Regions from separate parts of the Pelodiscus sinensis genome. Here region 1 is linked to region 2. The links are chromatin contacts, called in public Hi-C maps. All regions are on one chromosome and are shown on one strand. The core of a region is the stretch at or near the end of the contact, and the rest is flanking DNA. Distances in the headings are between cores, read along the strand shown. Region 1 holds the start of NFX1 (nuclear transcription factor, X-box binding 1). Region 2 holds the start of ICE1 (interactor of little elongation complex ELL subunit 1).

Region 1 (3,929 bases), core at 794-3,293, 250 kb after region 2:
GTTTCTTCACCAGTGTTCTTCTTCTACCCCCAAAATGGCTGAGTAGCTCTTAGTCAGGATCCTCACTGAATTCACAGTGCTGGTTTTCCTTATTTCTTCAGGTGAAAGGTAACTTAGGTGCTCTGTGCCAGACTCTTTAAAATCCAGTAAACTCTTGTAAAGTATATTTCTCAAAGAGTTCACTGACGTTACTTCAAGAGGCAAGAAGGTTTCCTAGCTGCAGACTGCGTCCCCTTTTGCGATCATTTTTACCCCCTTTGCTTTCCTTATGGAATTGTGTATCTGACATGCTAATAAGCTTTTCTTGGTTTTGGTCACACCTTGTTCAATTTATATAGTAGACATACTAAAGCTGACAAAGCCCACATTCCTTTGTCTGGAAAAAAAAACTATCAACTCGCTCATCCTAATTTTATATAATCCTTTGTGAGTTGCCCAGATATAGATCATGCCAAAATATTAATGACTTCAGAGTTATTAATTTTCCAATGACATATTTATTTACATCTTTTAACTACAGATTATAACAGGGAGTGGAGGTAACTGAACTGATCAGGTCAGCTGAAACTCACTGCTAGAAATCAGGGAGCCCCTTGACTGGCACAGGAATGCCCTTAAAGCAACAGTGGGGAATGTTAAATAATAGACTCTTCAATTATTAAATAGTTAAATAGTAGAGAAAGCTGTAACACAATTTAGTGGCTAGAAGCTAGTTAAACAAATTCAGACAAGAAATAAGGCACAATTTATTAAAGGTGAGAGCAATCAACCACTGGAATAATTCACCAAAGATCATGGTGGTGAATTATGATTACAGGCAGTCCCCGGGTTACATGGATCCGACTTACATCGGATCCCTACTTACAAACGGGGTGAGGCAACCCCGCACTAGCTGCTTCCCTCCAGCAGACCAGGGAGACGCGAAGCTAGCGCCCCCCCCCCCCCCAGCAGACCAGGGAGAGGCGGAGCGGCTTTTCTCAGCAGAAACCTCAGCTTGAGAATAAAGGACTGAGGGAAGTGAGGTGTGGGAGAATAAAACTGAGCTCTGGAGAAATGTTTGGCTAGAGTTTCCCCTACAATATGTACCAGTTCTGACTTACATACAAATTCAACTTAAGAACAAACCTACAGTCCCTATCTTGTACGTAACCCGGGGACTGCCTGTATTGAGAATTTTAAAATCAAGATTGGGCATATTTCTAGAAGATATGCTCTAGGAATTATTTTCAGGAAGCTCTATGGCCATTTATACAGGCGATCAGACCATATAATCAGAAAGTCCCTTCTTGCCTTAGAATCTTTTAATGTAGGGCTGCTAGAGCTTTGGCAAGGAGAACACCCACTGCTAACAATGGCAGGTTTCTCTGCAGCAGCCTCCAGAGCTCCATTTGGGTACCGGGACCATAGGACTCTGAGCTTTCCTCGCAGAAGTTTCTGAAGTTTCATAGAGCCACAAAACCCCTCTCTCCTGCACAACCATCCAGTCGTGAGGGCCCGTATCAAGTAAGGGGGCACTCCAGCCCTTGGGAAATGGCTCCACTGGCTAATTACACTAAACAATCGCAATTGATTTCCAATCCGGATTAGTCTCGCTGCGAGGTAAAGCAAGGAGCTCGCAGCGCACAGGTGTCTGCGAGACGCAACAGCCTATTTGTAACTCCCCCCCCCCCCCCGGGTACTTACAACAGACTGTAACTCTAGCTGCCTCCCCCCCGGACTTTGGCTTTGACGAGCCGAGTCCATTGCGCTCCTCGAGGAGCGTGTTCTTCCCTTGCCAGCCGGGCTGCTCGCAACCCCCGCAGCGTGCCTGCTCCCAGAGCCATGGGCGCAGGGCTCACGGCTCCTGTTCGCTTCGGGGCGGCTCGCCAGTAACCGGCCCAACGGGCGTCAGGTGAAACGAACCCCACCCCGCGAAAGCTGTGACGTGGCGAGCGCGCTGCCATCCGGGAGAGAAACGAGCGGGGAGGGGGGCGGAGCTAACGAGCAGCCTTGGCCCCGCGGCCCTCACGTGACGTCATTCGTTCCGGTTTCGTTCCACGCAGAGTTCGGGGAGCCGCCCGGCAGCCGCCGCTCCGTCCTTCCCCTCCTTGGCCGCGCGCTCTTGGCCCCTCCTCCCGGGGTTTTTGGGCGTGGCGTAGGAAGCGCCGAGAGTTCGGCGAGAGAGGAGGGCGCTCGCGTCTGCGCGTGCGCGGAGCCGGCATGGCGGAGGCGCAGCCGGGCTCAGGTAGGGCTCGCGCGGGTCTCGGCGTGTCAGAGCCCTCCCCCCCCCTCCCCCGCGGCGGGGGCAGCGGACTGCGGCGCAGGAACCTTCCCGCCTTCAGAGCCGGCCCGCAGCAGCCTCCGCCTCTGCCCCCACCGGCGCGGGAGCCCAGCCCCACCGGCACGCGGCCCCGTGCGGGGGGCGGTTTCCCCCCTTGGCTCCCACGGAGCCGACTCCCCCCCCCGTACTGCAGGCCGGGTCCTGCCCGCCCACGCCGCGGGGCCGGGCCGGCGAGAGAAACACGTTCCTGGGGAAGCCGCGGCGGGTCCGCGATTTGCCTCCCAGAGCACTTGCTGCGCCCCTGAGCGCCCATCGCGGCGCCTGCCAGCCGGTGTTCTTCCCTTCTGCTAATAAACCCTCTGCTTCCCTTGGGGGAGAGGGGGGGTGAGGGATTTTTTTTTCTAATATTAATTAACTGTAACTTTGCCTTGCTCCAGAATGTCATGTGCGGGGCCAGAATATGATTCGCCACGCATTGTAAGCCAAGGCACTCCCATGCAAGAAGTCCAGCAACACAATTATAACACTGAGTATCTCAAAGGAGCTTAGAATCCTCTTCTTACAGCAACCTGAGTACATAAGGCAGCCCCTCTTCCTGATGGGGTAAACACTTGTTTCTAAGACCTCCTAACTAGCGAGGCGTTAGTGGAGGCTACTGAAATTCATTTTTAACAGTTGTAATATTTTCTGGGAATTTTGTATTACTTCATTCTACAGTTGTATCCATATGAGGGAGTGGATAGTGTGTGATGGTTGGGAGGAGCAGGCCCTGGGCTTTGGCCCACAGGGGTGGGAGGCATATTGCAAATAGCAGTGAGAGTGGCTCATTCTCACCACACAGCAAGAGATCCTGATCCATGGGACTGAGCTTGGCTCAGGTCACCACTCTGAAACTTGGGTTCTTCAATCTAGTAGAGATGAGCATAATACAATCCAAAGGTTGAAGTTGGATAATTTCAGAGTGGAAATAAGGCATATGCATATATATATATATATATATATATATATATATATATAACATAAACTGTAATTAACCATTGTCACGACTATTCTCCTTCAATGGCAACTTTTAAGTCAAGATTGGATTTTTTTCTAAAAGATACTCTAGGAATTTGTGACATTGTCACCTGTGTTCTGCAGGTTAGACTAGATAATCACAACATCCCTTCTGGTCTTGGAACCTATGAATTTGTGATGTGAGTTTATTTCATGTTTGGTCTTATTTTAAGCTATCTATGGAAGAGTTGTATTGAAAACGTTATTTAGCTTTGTATTTAATACTGTGTTGTGTTAGGTGTGTGTCTTATGGTCATATAATGAAAGACTGGTTGTCAGAGGTACAGGCTCTATTAAGATGTTTAAGCCAATAATCAAAAGCTTGTATGTTAGGTACTTAAGATAAATATACCCTACTGCTTTATCAATCTTCTGATGGTGGTTTTTTGTTTTTGTTTTTTTGAGGGGAGGGCAGAGAAGGGAACTAAGCAAATTAGTTCAAGTCTGTCTGAAGTAAAATTGTTCTTATTCTAGTTTCTTTAATAATTAGCTGAGCAAAATCACCAGTAATGTAAACTGAATAATAGACTCCAGAATTTAGCTTTCAACAAACTAGTGCAGTTGTTTTCAAACTTTTTTTTTTCTCATGACCCAGTTGAAGAAAATGTTTGAT
Region 2 (4,403 bases), core at 1,043-3,542:
ACCTGGTCACCATGCTTGGCCGTGCAGGGCAGCAACGTCTAAAAAATGTTTATCACATCTTTAGAAGCAGAAGACACTACAGGTTTTGGACTTCTTCAAGCTCTCCTTGATGAACTAAAACGAATGGGATTGTCCGTAACGAACATTAGAGGACAAGGCTATGATAATGGTGGCAATATGAGAGGATGCATTTCTGGTGTGCAAGCTAGATTGTTGGCGGAAAATCCACGAGCCTTTTTTGTTCCATGTGCATGCCATAGCCTTAATTTGATTTTGTGTGATATGGCCAAGTCTTCTGTAGAAGCTATATCTTTTTTTGGTTTGCTGAAACGCATTTACGTGCTCTTTTCAGCTTCCACTCAACGATGGCAAATATTCAAAGCACATATCAATGGCATTACAGTTAAGCCTCTATCTGAGACACGCTGGGAAAGCAGAGTAGAAAGTGCAAAAACACTGAGATATTAATCTGAGGAAGTTTACGAAGCACTGGTTGCAATTTTGGAAGAAGTCAGAGAACCAAAAGCTAAAAGTGAAGCAGTCATTGGCCTCTGAAATATCCAGGTTCAAGTTTCTAACATCTGTCATAATCTGGTATGACATTCTTGTTAAAATCTCAAGTGTAAGCAAAATAATGCAGAGTCCAATGATGCAGCTTGATTCAACACTTAACTTACTAAACAACACACGAGACTTTTTAGTGAAGTACAGAAAAAATGGATGCAAAGAAGCACAGGTTACAGCAAGAGAGCTTGCACAAGCACTCGGTGTAGAACCAAATTGTCCATGTCCGAATGTGACGCGAGTTTCAAGGAAAAAATGGCAAGCGGAATATGAAGGAGCAGATGAGCCCATAGACGATCCAGAAAAGAAATCTGAGGTTGAATTTTTTAATGTTGTGATGGATAAAGCAATATCTGCCATTGATGAAAGGTTTAATACCTTAAAAGTACACCATGAACCGTTTGGATTTTTGTACGACATAACTAAATTCAACAACATAGGAAAACAAAAGCAGCTAATGACAAAGTGCAAGAATCTAGAGAGCCTCCTGAAGCATGGTGATAGTTTTGATTTAAATGGACTTGAACTGTACGAAGAATTGAGTACATTGTCATCAATGCTGCCATATGCAAAATCGATGATGGACACTGTACAGTTTATTCATACCACCAAACTTGTTGACATATATCCTAATGTGTACATTGCCACTCGTATTCTACTGACAATTCCTGTAACAGTAGCATCAGGAGAACGGAGTTTCTCCAAACTAAAGCTCATTAAAAACTATCTCCGTTCTACAATGAGTCAGGAACGCTTGACTGGTCTTGCTCTTCTTGCAATCGAACAAGATATCACTTTGTCTTTGTCATATGATGACATTATTACTGACTTTGCAGCCAAAAAAGGCAGAAAGATTGCTTTTAATTAAAAACAAATTCTTGTTTCAATACCTCTTCATATAAATTTCCAATAAAATGTCAACTAATTAAAAAATATATATGTGTATAATTCCGTCAATAAATCAGAATTTGTTTCTATAGTGTACTTCTTCAGTGCAAATCCATCAGCATTAAGTTAAACTGTTTTTAATAAGGTGCATGTGGCAAGTTTTCCAATAGCGTAAGCTTATGGTTGTGTTGCTAAGAGCAAGTCAGGCGTAGGGGCACCAGTTTAATAACCCCGCGTAGGGCACCATAAATCCTAAGGGCGGCCCTGCCAGGGACCCTCCCAGCCAGCCCAGCGAGAACCGATGCGGAGCCACCACTGGCTCCGCCGGGCCGGGGGTTACGCGCCCCAGCAGCCAGGTGCCTGGGCGCTACCGGGCATAACGGCCAAGGGGCGGGGCTGCCGCTACCTGCTGGAGCGCGCTGCAGTTCGCACAGGCCGTGGCGGCCTCGGCCGCGATCCCCGCCGCCGGCGCCTCTCCGGGCATCATGATCCCCGCGGCGCCGGCGCCCCGACGTCCTCCAGCCGCTTCGCCCTGCACAGCCGCCGTGCCCCGCCGCCGCGCGCCTCCATCCGCCCGCCCTCCCGGCAGCAGCGCCGGGCCAGCGGGAGAAGACGCGGCGCAAACGCAGCGCGCCGCAGTCCCGGGAAGGGCCCGCCCCAGCCTGGTGCCCGCCCAGATGCCTGTCCGGGAGCGGGAGCCAGCAGCCGGCTTGAGGCGCCGTTCGGCGGGGGTCAGGGCGGGGGCTCTCCCCTAAGAGCCGCTCGGACCCAGAATAACAAGGGGTCCCGTTGCCAGCGCTGCGGCCGGGGCAGGAGCGTATTTGTAAACCGGCTCCTCCCTGGTGCCCCACTAGGGTCCTGCGTTAGTCTGGGTCGCTGCTGGGGCCGACCGGCGGCGCTTCAACTACAGTCATTACAGGGAGGGGAGGAGCTACTGGGGAGCGGACGGTGAGGCAGTCTGAGCCGCCCAGTCTACAGGTCCCATCGTGCAACGCGCCTAGCCTTCTTGAGCAATGCATGCTGGGAACTGTAGTTTCCTGGGGCATTGTACTAAGGTTGCTCTGAGGAGCGTGGGGATCTGGGGGATGGGGTGGGAGCAGTTTCTCCCTGCCTGTGTGGCCTACGGGGGGCAGGGTCCTGGGTGTCCCGCGTGCTAGTCACGCTGGTTTCCAGCAGCCTTGGTCACTGTGTGCAGGGTGTCCCTTACACGCGCCCCGAGTCCTCAGTTTCTCCCGTTAGCCTGCCTGCTGCGCTGCCCAGCCCGCGTCTAGCCAGCTCAGCTACCACAGCCCATTGCTCCTGTAAAGGGTCACGAGAGTCTGCTAGTGTGAAAAGATAAACTTAAAAAAAACAAGGAATAGTCAGGCAGTGCTTTATAGACTCACAAAACATGTAGATGGCATCATGAGCTTTCGTGGGCATAGCCCACTTCTTCATAGTCATCTGAAGAAGTGGGATATACCCCCAAAAGCTCATGATGCCATCTACATGTTAGTCCAGTGGTCCCCAACCTTTCGTGGTTGCAGGGCACCCAGGGGCAGGGCTGCTCACGCACCACACTTCTGGGGGTGGGGCTGCCCATGCGCCACGCGCCCGGGGCCAACACCATGCATGTGCCGGGTGCCAGGGGAGGGGACAGCTCAGATGTTTCATGCGTACATAAATGCCCCAGTGGGCGCCATGGCGCCCGCAGGCACCATATTGGGGACCACTGTGTTAATCTTTAACAAGCTACCAGACTATTTGTTTTGGCGTTTTTTAAGTTTATCCCGTACAGACTAACTCAGCTACTCCCTGATGCTACTGTAAAGTGCAGGCCCAAGCTGCTCAGTTTCAACTCACCACTGGCTTAGTTTTGATAAAAATAAAACAAGTGAACTACAAAGAGACATTCTACATTCAAATAACAAGGCATTACATTCAGAAATGGTTAAAAGGAAAATAGAGATAAAATGCTTTCTATTAATTAAGTTAAAACTTAAATAGCTACTATGTTCTTCACCACATGTTCACAGCTACATGGCTGACTACATTTTCAGCTCAGGATCTCCTCAATTTCAAAGGGCTGGTTCCTTTGTTGTCTTAGGTAAAAGAGACTGGAAAGATAGGGGGTGATGCTTTGGAATGCTTTTTATCCTCACTGAATTGTTCAGTTACTCTTTTGAAATGCATTCTGCCAAGGGTTACGGCTGAAAGTGAAGCATTTTATTCAGTAAAAACGGTAATATGGATTCTGGTGGTGAACATGGCTCCATGCTTTTTCTTCTCCCTTATGAATGCAGACCTGCAACCTTGCCTTATCACCTAGCATTCCCATCTTGCTGTCTCAAGGACCCTGTTTACTATTTGCATGTAAAATAAGTTTAAACACATTTCGCTTTGTTTAGGCTAGATCTAGTTAACAACTTTTTGGCTAGTCAGGGCTGTGTGTGCTTAAACATATGCTACCAATGTCTTATGGGGCAATTCATAACTATATTCCTACATCCATTTCGCCATGGGCCTGTCTACACTGAGGAGCTATTTCAAAATAACTCCCTTTATTCTGAAATAACAAGGAGAGTGTTCACACAACTAAGCCTGTTATTTCAAAATAATGAGCTTGTTATTTTGAAATAATAGCTTCTGCTTGTGAAGAGAAATAAGCTTATTTTAAAATAGTTATTTTGCGGAGTTATTATTCCAAAATAATTTATGTCAAAATAACCTAGTAGTGTAGACATAGCCTAAGATGTTAATTACCAGCAAGTTATTAGTTTTCAAATGATACCTCACAAGCAGTGTTCCCTCTAAGCTGAGCACTTGTGTGAGTATCCAGGAGAGATTCAAATGCTGTGCATCTGTTTAGCAGAGCACCCACAGTGCCCAGAGCCAGCAGCATGTGTTTGGACTGGTGGTGAAAATCTGCACATGCCTTGGTGCACATAACATTTATTCCAGACATGGATGGA

What was found. Hi-C and Micro-C count contacts between places; a contact is called where the count stands out from the background.
Region 1: a Hi-C map of blood shows a contact between it and region 2, with 2.7 times the contacts expected there. The contact joins the promoter of NFX1 here to the promoter of ICE1 in region 2. A contact is called at or near these places in 3 of 5 Hi-C or Micro-C datasets (blood, liver and an unstated tissue).

The regions. Positions count from the first base shown.
Region 1 is chr2:139,556,487-139,560,415 of ASM4963464v1, forward strand. NFX1 (nuclear transcription factor, X-box binding 1) reads left to right here and starts at 2,044. Exons shown (of 24, transcript XM_075921512.1): 1 at 2,044-2,224. The coding sequence starts at 2,200. It overlaps LOC142827229 (a long non-coding RNA gene), which reads right to left and starts at 2,075. Exons shown (of 2, transcript XR_012901814.1): 1 at 1,684-2,075.
Region 2 is chr2:139,303,506-139,307,908 of ASM4963464v1, forward strand. ICE1 (interactor of little elongation complex ELL subunit 1) reads right to left here and starts at 2,293. Exons shown (of 20, transcript XM_075921506.1): 1 at 1,859-2,293. The coding sequence starts at 1,939.